Regions from separate parts of the Pan troglodytes genome. Here region 2 is linked to region 1. The links are chromatin contacts, called in public HiChIP or PLAC-seq maps. All regions are on one chromosome and are shown on one strand. Each heading gives the region's core, a stretch centred on a gene start, on an enhancer-like site or on the middle of the called end of the contact. The rest is flanking DNA. Distances are from core to core; before and after follow the strand shown. Region 1 holds the start of ABRACL (ABRA C-terminal like). Region 2 holds the start of HECA (hdc homolog, cell cycle regulator).

What was found. HiChIP or PLAC-seq counts read pairs in DNA pulled down with a chosen protein or histone mark.
Region 2: an H3K4me3 HiChIP or PLAC-seq map of stem cell-derived excitatory neurons shows a contact between it and region 1, with 3 times the contacts expected there. The contact joins the promoter of HECA here to the promoter of ABRACL in region 1.

Annotation. Positions count from the first base shown.
Region 1 is chr5:150,880,360-150,885,394 of NHGRI_mPanTro3-v2.0_pri, reverse strand. ABRACL (ABRA C-terminal like) reads right to left here and starts at 3,151. Exons shown (of 3, transcript XM_001159255.8): 1 at 2,957-3,151.
Region 2 is chr5:150,987,622-150,992,656 of NHGRI_mPanTro3-v2.0_pri, reverse strand. HECA (hdc homolog, cell cycle regulator) reads right to left here and starts at 1,985. Exons shown (of 4, transcript XM_527517.7): 1 at 1,398-1,985. The coding sequence starts at 1,668.

The sequences.
Region 1 (5,035 bases), core at 1,902-4,401:
CCTGGGTAGAGTCTTACTCTGGGCTCCAGAAGCAGTTCAGGGCCAGAATGATTGGTTTGAGGCATGAGGTAGCTGAGCCCATCCAGAACAATGACGTTCAGCCCTGTGATTTTGCTAGAACTATTAGTAAAATGACACTCTCCTTTCACTGGGTTGTATGATATTAGTTTATAGTCCCTGATGTCAATGGCCACCACGTGAGAACAGCTTGCCAGGAGTAAAGCTAACACAAAGAAATGTCCAGCCATATAACAATGACTGAGCCTATATATGACCCTGGACTTTCCAACTACATGAACCGGTATCTTTCCTTTTTGCTTGCGTTGGTTTGATTGAGTTTCTATTACTTGCACTCTAAAGAATCCTGACCCATAAAGTTAGCTTAGAGAAGAACTGCTGCTTTAAAAACAAAACAAAAAAAACCTAAAGCTCTTTTTTATATACTTCTATGAATAGTCTTTGTGTTCCTCTACTGGGTAGGATGGGTAAGTGTAATAGAAAGGCAGATTTGAGAGCCATATAAAAAAGTTATCTAGCAATTAAAATTGCCCAACAATGAATAAAGTTTGCACCCTGTTCCTAGAAATATTAATGCAGACATAGTAAGGATCTGTGAGGCATGATGAGGAAATTAGCCTGTACTGGACAGAGGGAGAATGAAAATGTCCAAAGAAATTAAGGAACTTTCCAATTCTCTGATTCTCTGATTCCCGACCCCAGAAAGATGTTATCTCTTTAACACCCTTCTTCACTCCTTCCTCCCACCTCCAGCAACATACTTCAGACTTAGCTCTCATTGAATAATGAGCATCAAAGGGGAAATTCATCTATTATATATAGTACGCATACCTGCATTATAGTAAGCAGATGTACGTTCATCCAATTTTAAGCATGAAAGGCAACCAGCGTTTCTTTATACTTAATTACACATCAGGCTCCTTATCTACGTTAATTCATGTAGTTCTAAGAACCTTGCAAGGCATTTATTTACCTTTATTTTAAGGATAACGAAACAGGGGTTAATGCCCCACAATTAAATGCTGTTTCTACCACATCGTGGTGGCTGTTTCCCCGCTTCCTCTTCTTCTTTTGCCATTATGCAAATACACTAAATATAATAGTGAGTGGTATTTGTATGAAACGTGACATGCTGAGCTCTTACCAAGGCAGAACACTTACAAAGCAAGAAAGGCTCCCTGCCCAGACCACCATAAATAGGAAAATAACAGGTTTAAAAACAATTGCTAGCATACATAATTTGACGTTTTATTTATTTATTATTTAGGAAGGAGAGGGACAAAGGGGGAAAAATACCTATTGTGACACAATCCTTGAAAGACCCATGGCCTTTTATAATAAGGACAGAATCCCAGGACTGCAGAGAGCAAGATGAAGAACAATGAAGGGGGCGGAGGGTGAAGGGAGGTTGATGGGTATAAACACAGTTAGAAGAAATAAGACCTGGTGTTGCATTGATCAGTGGGGTGACTATAGTTCACATTAATGGATTGTACACTTCCAAATGGCTAAAAGCAAGTAAGTTGAATGTTCCTAGCATAAAGAAGAGATAAATATTTAGGGTGATGGATATACCAATTACCCTGATTTGGTTATACGAATGTAACACATTCTCACGAGTACCGCGAAACTATGTCTAAGAAAAAAAAAAGAAAAGAACAATGAGGAGAGGTGAGAAGCAGAGCAAGTCTAAAGGGAAGAGCTTAATGGTGAGCGGCTGGACCAGAAGACAGGAAAAGGCTCCAGGGAAGGCGAGGCAGATGACGGCCAGGCACTCTAATTGTCGCAGAATCGATTTCGGCTTTGTGCGTGGGAAACACAAAGGAAGCGGAAAGTCGGAGGACTGGGCAGAACCCGAAACTCACCACCAATACACACTTTAGAATGTATTTAAGGACCCTCAGGGCATTGTTATTTTTCAAAAGTTTGGAGGCAATGCATGGAGATTTTCTAATATCCAAGGAAATAAAGCCTACTGGAATAGGTATGTCCGGAATCAGGAACCAACTTTACACACTCGGGCTGGGCACGTTTTCCCAGCCCTCCTTCGCAATCGCGGGCAAGCAGCTGGTGCGGGTCAAAGGATGACTGGGCTCCTTACTCCCTCCGGTCTGGGGCGCGCTCACTCCATATTTGGCCATCCTGCTACCAGTTTGGGGTTCTGCCTGGTAGAAGTCTCCTAACCCCGTGCCCTGCAGCCCATCATCACACGGTCACCGCCGGCACCAGTGCAGGGCTGGGGAGCGCGGGGCTGGGCCCCCAGTGGCGGGGCGGCACCGCTGGCGCCCGGGAAGGGCCGCGTCCCGGAAGCCTTTGTCTCCGCAGCTACCGGCCCGGCGCCGCGGGTCTGCCTCCCCCGTGGCCCGAGCGCCCCGAAGCGCCGCGAGAGCGAGCACCCAAACCGGGCGACGAAAACGGACCCTGCCCCGGGCTCCACGAGCCCCTGGTGTCCCCTCACGACTCTGCACCCCCTGACCTGGAGCGCACAGAGCCGCACCCACCTCCGGCGCTGCAGAGTCCACTGCCCTGAGGCCACCACGTTCCTCGGGGCAGCCTCTCCCCTCGCCCCGAGCCCTTCCCCACCCAGCTTTGCAGAACTGGCTCCTGAACCACCGCCAAGTGCAAAGCCGACACGTCGCACCGCGGTAAAAATCGTTCCATTTCTGCCGGCTTCCCAGTCCGCCCCCGGCCGGCGAAACGTCACGTGAGCCGAGTGCGGAAGTCGACCCGAGAGGTGGGGGCGTGGGCGGCGCGCGCCCCACGGGACCCCAACCCGCGAGGTCTCAGCCCAGCCGGTCGCAGCTTCCGCGCGCCCTGAGCCCCCTCCCGGCCCCCTCCTGACCCGACTCTCACCGCAGCCCGCGGTGCCCGGCGGCGCACCACGGACACCCAGTCCATCCCTGCTACCTAAGCCACATCTGCCCGGGCGCTCACGCACCTCTCTGCACGGTTTTCCTTCCCGCCGGAGAACTGGCGCCGCGTGGGTCTGGACCCGGTTACCTTCTTCAGTGCACTGGGGAGGGTGAGGCCAAGGAAGGAAGTGGCTGAGGCAAAGAGAAAGACGGCTGTGGAGGAGGAGGAGCAGGGTAGGGGGAAAAGTAAGTGTTTCTGCGCTCAAGAAAGGGGCCGCCCACACTCCCAGGGACAAGCCTATGAGGAGGAAACTCAGGGGAGGAGACGTCCAAGAAAGGGGCTGACTGCAGACAGGTGAAGCGCCCTGGGCTCCTAGGAAAACGGGCCCAGAGCCTGGATTACCTCACTTTTCCACCGTGCTACTCAGAGCCAAGGATCCCAGGATCTGCATCTGATCCTGGGCGTCGATTTCCTGATGGATTTCTCTCCCAACGTAAGAAACAAAGCGCCCTCAAATTGCTGAAGGCTGCTAGAAAGAACGTGGCATTCATGGGTTCCGGATGCCGGGGGCCTCCAGAAAACTACGACTCATGACTTAAAAATGGCTTAATTCGCAAAACAAAATGCAATCTTGAAAGCCAATTTGTCAGACTGCAAAGAAATTTTACTTGGACATAGGTAGTTGTTGACCCTGGGTCAGTATCGGTTTCTTCCCTTGTTCATTCATTATTTCATACATTTAACTTCATAATTCAATTTATTCATGCTCCCTTTGTTTTAGTCACTGTTATTTTAATATGTGTGTGTGTGAGAGAGAGATGCTTACCGTACCCAGAGAGTCCTTTTGGAAAGGAAACAGTTACCCAAACTATTTCTAGAGCAGGGGTTGCACAAATAACTACAAAAAACGTTCCTTACCCCCTCCCCACCCCCAGCCCAGCTAATTGAAATTAAGAGTGATCGCGTGACCCAGGAGCGCACAATCCGTGATGTAGTCATCATCCTGTGAGGTGACCTGGAGCAAACAGTTCTCATCAAACACGGACTCTGATAATTAGTAAGCCAATCAGACACTCCCTTGGAAATGGAAAGTGGAGAATGCAGAGACGGAGCTGTCTGATGTAAGAGAAAGGTTGGAGCTAAGAGAGGGTAAGGCAGAAGGGGCCAAAATGGGCTTCGGATGCAAAACATCTGAGTAAGCAGAAACCAGGAGAATGTAGCAGCAGGTTGGGTGGAGGCACAAGTGGTAGAAGCCAGTCAAAGACAAGCTGAGACCAAGTGATGGAAGGAGAGCAACAAAGACCTGCTTCCCAGGGGCATGTGAGTGTCCAGTTCCCTGGGGCTGCACTGGATCCATCCACTTCCCACGCTTCATTCTAGTCTTTACGGTGAATACCTGTCTCCTGGGTGTGACTGAAGGAGTCTCTGTTCTGTAATCTTCAACAAAGGTCTGATTCTTCTAAGTGTCTCATGGCAGATAAAGTTTAAGGTGACTCCAAGATCTTTTCAGACCTATTTTTTTCTTTTACTTGTTTTATATTGTTACCAAAATGATTGAGGCCTATTTTTTTCTCACCAAAAGAAAGGTGAGAAGTTATAGTTTATATTTTTCACAGTCGACATAAGGCAAAAAATATATAATTCAAGAAAAATATATTTAGCAATTATCGAAGCAGGACCTCGCTATTTTGGCCTGTAACAGGGATCACAATTCATCAGTCAGACAATATCCAATGATAGGAATAATGAGTCTGGAGTGCACCGCTTCTGTTATGATTAGGTAATTAGTATTGCCCTAATTGCCAACCAAAGAAAAAGAAATAGGTTACTTTACCTAAAGAAGTAAACATCCTTGTTAATATAAAAATAAACTCACCCAAAAGATACTTTGTTTACACATGTGCTAAACTAAGTATAACACAAGCTTTATGTTAATCTATAAGGAATTACAATTTAAGAAAATTGTTTTGTCGGCTGGGCGCAGTGGCTCATGCCTGTAATCCCAACACTTTGGGAGGCCAAGGTGGACGGATCACCTGAGGTCAGGAGTTCGAGACCAGCCTGCCCAACATGGCAAAACCCCGTCTCTACTAAAAATACAAAAATTAGCCAGGCGTGGTGGCACATGCTTGTAATCCCAGCTACTCTGGAGGCTGAGGCAGAA
Region 2 (5,035 bases), core at 736-3,235, 110 kb before region 1:
TATTTCAATATTGCAGAGACACAGCCAACGGGGCCTACAGTTCTAACAGGCGACATTCAGCCGCCTATGTTCAGAGCACTGTACGCTGCTTGTAAGAGCAGGTGCCCTGTTTAAAAAGTGCCTGATCTGGCTGGGCGTGGTGACTCACGCCTGTAATCTCAGCACTTTGGGAGGCCGAGACGGGCGGGATCACGAGGTCAGGAGTTCGAGACCAGCCTGACCAATATGGTGAAACCCTGTCTCTACTAAAAATAACAAAAATTAGCCGAGCGTGGTGGTGGGCGCCTGTAATCTCAGCTACTCGGGAGGCTGAGGCAAGGAGAATCGCTTCAGACCGGAAGACGGTGGTTGCAGTGAGCCGAGATTGCGCCACTACGTTCCAGCCTGGGCGAAATTGCAAACTCCGTCTAAAAACAAAACAAAACAAAACAAAAAAGTGCCTGATCTACATAAAGAATGGCTTCAAAAGCTGACGCTATAAATTAAAAGCCAGATATAACAATTCAAATCTCCCTTCATTAAAATACCTACGTTGTCTTCCTGGAAAAAGTGCCTGACTAGAGGAATTCAAAGAACTGTCCAAATAAGTAAAAGTGTTTGCCCAGCACCTTATAACGAAAACCATGGCTCTGTAATGAGAACAGAAATCCTGCCACATCTGGGCCAGTTCCTAAGTGTCCCCTCAAAAGGAGCATTCAGGCACTACCTAAGATTATGAGGCTTCCTTCTGAAAATGCTAAGCACAATGACATAGAGAATGATTTTTCTTTTCTTTCTTTCTTTCTTTTTTTTTTTTTAACTCCGGGCTGAGAACGGAAGTCAAGTTCAGATTCTCTTCCTTCCTCAAGCAAGCCAAAAAATTAAAGAGCAAACACAGAGGCCCTAAATGTCTCGAGGCCTCTTCACCTGTGGCGATCGACGCAGCAAGCCTGGGTGTGCTAAGAATTGAGGCTCTCTCTCCTTCACTCCGGGGGTTACGGGTGGCCTTGGAGCACCGGGAAGAATTAACCGGTGCCTAAGTTTTCAATCGGATCATTCTTCTCAACTTGGGCGGCTCTTTCCTCCCTTCCTTCCTCCCTTCGGCCCGGCACACACGGCGGGGCAGTGCCAGCGCGGGCAGCAGGCTGGGCCCGAGGGCAGCGCTGCCGCAGCCGGGAGCCCCTCAGAGTGTGGGGCGCGGGCTGCCCCCCGCGCGGACACCGGGCAGGGGCCGCAGATCCGTCCCCGCCGCCAGGCGTGGGGACCGCCAAGGGGCAGCCGCGGCGGGGCGGAGGGGCGGGGTGAGCACTTCCTGACTCTCGCATTGTCCACGCACCGCCCGCGCCACCCAGGGCCCCGCCACCGCGCCGTCCCCGTCGGGGAGGAAGTTGGCGCTCGCCCCGCCAGCCCCGTCTTACCGTTTTTGGCATCGCCCGCGGCCGCAGCCCCCGCGGCGGCCGCGGCGTTCGCGGCGCCAGTCCCCGCGCCTCCGGCGCCCGCCGCGCCTCCGGTGCCCGGCGCGCCCGCCGCCGCCGCCCCGCAACCGGCCGCCGCCGCCAGGGCCCCCCCGGCCGCCGCTCCCGCCGCGCCCGCCGCTGCCAGGGCCCCGGCTCCATTTTCCTGCTCGTCGCCGCTGCTGTTGGCGCGCTTGTTTTTGCGGCCGCCTTTGCTGTTTTTGGGGTTGGGCATCTCGCTCGCTCGCGTCCAGGTAGGTGCCCGGCGTCAGCGAAGGCGGATCCCAGAGGCACGGCCGTTCCCGGCCCTGCGTGAAGCCGGCTCCGGGAAAGAACGGAGGGCGCGAGCCGGCGGTTCCCTCGGCTCCCGTCTAGCCGCACGGCCCGTGCCGCGCCATCCTGGCCGCCGCGCCCTCTCCGGCTTCCTGGAGCCGGCACGCGGCCACCCGAGGCTCGCAGCCGCGCGGGCGCCGCGGGCCCGGGGCGCAAGCGAGACGCTCCCGAGCCGGAGGGAAAAGGCGGGTCTCCGGCTTGTTTTGATTCGGCTGCACTGACACGCTCTGGGCCCGCCCCCTCCCGTGACGACACTGGGGATTCGGCCTGGCCGCGCCCACCAGGTGACCTCACGGCTGACGGGACCGCCCGCGTGACGTCACGCCCCGCGCGGGGCCTGCCCAACTCGAGTGACGTCATCCAGGCGTCCCCACCCGGGCCTCCTGGACTCCCGGGCGTTCATGAGCTGCCCTGCTTGACTTGCTCCACCCGCCAGTGCAGTGGCATGTGGAGTTCTTCGGTGGCCTCCTGGCCTTAATGTAATTGAGGCTTAGAACAGTATGGTCTAGAAAAATAAGCTGTGACTAGAGCAAGAATGGAAAACAAAGGATTTTGGATTAATAACTCATTCAAAGGCTATGCCTTTCAGTAACAGTAATTAAAGAAACAGGGGACCGGGCGCGGTGGCTTATGCCTGTAATCCCAGCACTTTGGGAGGCCGAGGCGGGTGTATCACGAGGTCAAGAGATCGAGACCATCCTGGCCAACGTGGTGAAACCCTGTCTCTACTAAAAATACAAAAAAAATTAGCTGGGCGTGGTGGCGTGTGCCTGTAGTCCCAGAAACTCGGGAAGCTGAGGCAGGAGAATCACTTGAACCTGAGATCCGAGATCGCGCCACTGCACTCCAGCTTGAGCAACAGAGCGAGACTCTGTCTCAAAAAAAAAAAAAAAGAAAGAAAGAAAGAAACAGGGTAGAGTTCCCAGACAATGGGGATGAACACCAGGGTCCTGAATGGGAAGCCTCCACAGTCTGGGGGTGAAAACAATTCACTCAAACAAGACCCATCATCCAGGGATGTAACTAGATGTTGCCTGGACTCTGAAGCAGTCCCTGCTTGGGGGGGAACCCATCCCTATGCATAGGGCTGAGTTGTCCTGAAAGATAGTGAAAGATAGGTAGCCAGGTTATGAGCAGTAGGAGATTAGGTGACACCAGTGAAGACAGGCAATATGAGGGCAGGGGACCCCTGGGAAGAGCTCCCCTTGATCTCTTTCTGCAATTCTATTCTACCTTTTCGGCCAACTCCTTCCCTTCCTTCAGGTCTCAGCTCAAATACATCACTTCCACAGAGACCTTCCCAGGAGAGCTGTCAGAAGTTCCACCCTGTTATTTTCCTCCTCCATCTCTAATTATGTTGGCAATGTACGTGTTTACTTATTTCTTGTATATCTCCCTCTCACTGAAATGAAACCTCCATGGATAGATTTTATCTGCCTTGGGCACATCAGAGAACAGCTGGCATAAATTTGTTGAATGTATAAATTAGGTTCCTTCCTCACGAACTGTGGAGGAAAGACTAGTTTAGCTGACAGCTTTACAGTGTTCCCCTTTTATAGTGTAATCTTTAATTCAGCCCTTTAGTAAAAGCTCTGTCACGGTGTTGTTGTTACCATTAGAGGGTCTTGACTGCAAGTCGTCCATGTTCTTGGCATTTTGAACAAACAATTGGACCAAACGCCCAGCAAAGCAAGGAAAGAAGAAAGCAGGGATTTATTGAGAATGAAAGTACACTCCACAGTATGGAAGCGGCCCCAGCGGTGGCTCAAGGTTCCGGATGCAGAATCTTCTGAGGTCCAAATACCCCCTGGAGGTTTCCCACTGGCCACTTCATCCTCACCTCATGTAAATGAAGTGGTGACGCACAATTAGTCTGATTGGTTGCTTTCGTCAACCAATCAGAGGCTGAAGTGGAGTTAACAAAGGTCACACTTCTGGGCAATCACACTTTTTGCACACTTCTGTTTAAAAAGCAACCAATCAGAGGCTAAGGTGAAGTTACAAAGTTGCACTTCTATGCAAAGACTCCACCCGCAATCAGTCTCATTGGTTGCTGACAGCCAGTTTCCCATCTGCCACGCAGAAAAGGTGAGGGTTTGCAAAGGGAGCAGCTTCTGGTCCTTTTGTTACTCAGGTGTGGAAAGTTAGGGTTTTCCTTTCAATTTAGTTTAGGAAGTGGGGTGAAACGCCCTTAGGTTCCCTGCCTCCAGACTCTGTTCCCTGCCTCTTTGTGAACTATACAGATAGACAGGAAAGTACAAGAAACAATACTCTCCCCAACATTCAGGTAATGGAGAGGAGATTCTGATTGCGAGCTCTGGGCAACCATAGCAGAATGCATAACAGAGCCTGGAACGGCAAGGAGGAGCAAGCACTGGATACTCAGGGGAAATTGCTGGTTGGACTCTTTAGTAGAAAAAAAAGTTGAAATTTTTAATTCCCTAATATGTATTAGAGGATAGTGACCCTTTAGAAGGCCCTATTGATAGATAGATATTTTGTGCTTATATTTTCATGTCTATTTCTCCCCAACCTTGAAATCCCCTAGGTGCTAAGAGAGCAGGGATTGTGTCTAGCTTTCTAACGCTACAGAGTCTGGCGTAAACCTTGACCCACAGTAAGTATTCAATAAAAATTTGTTGCATGGAAGATACCTAAAGCACTCTTCTTCTGGCTACATTATTCTGAACCTTAAAGTCTCAGCTAAATCATCAATTCTCTAGGAAATCTGTGACAACCCAAAACTAGACTTGTCCCCAGATACTCCCTGCACCTTCCTCACCATAGCAGCTTACACACTGGGATATTGCTTTGGTGGCCACTTGGACACCAAAAATGAGGGATGAAAGAGAGAGTGAAGTCAAGAAATTCTGAAAATCAGAAGAAATGATGACGGTAGTTAATTAAAGGGAGACTTCCCGGGGAGGACAGTGGGTCCATGGAGGAAGATAATGAATTACTGTTGCCCATTCAGACTTAGCTTAATTTCATTATTGATACCACTAGAGGTCTCAAAATATGTGGGTGATGTTAGCTTTGGCGTTTCTTTTTTTTTTTTTTCTGGTTTTTTGTTTTGTTTTTTTAAGTCGTGAAGGTGAAGACATTTTAGGTTAGAGTACAAGAAAATTGAGATAATTATTTTCTTGAATAAGCACATTGCTGTCATGCCATATTGGATCAGAGTTAGTATGCATGTACCCTGCAGACAGACACTCACACCAGCTGCCTCCCACCTCTACATAACTGAGAATTAAGAATTGGAAACTTTC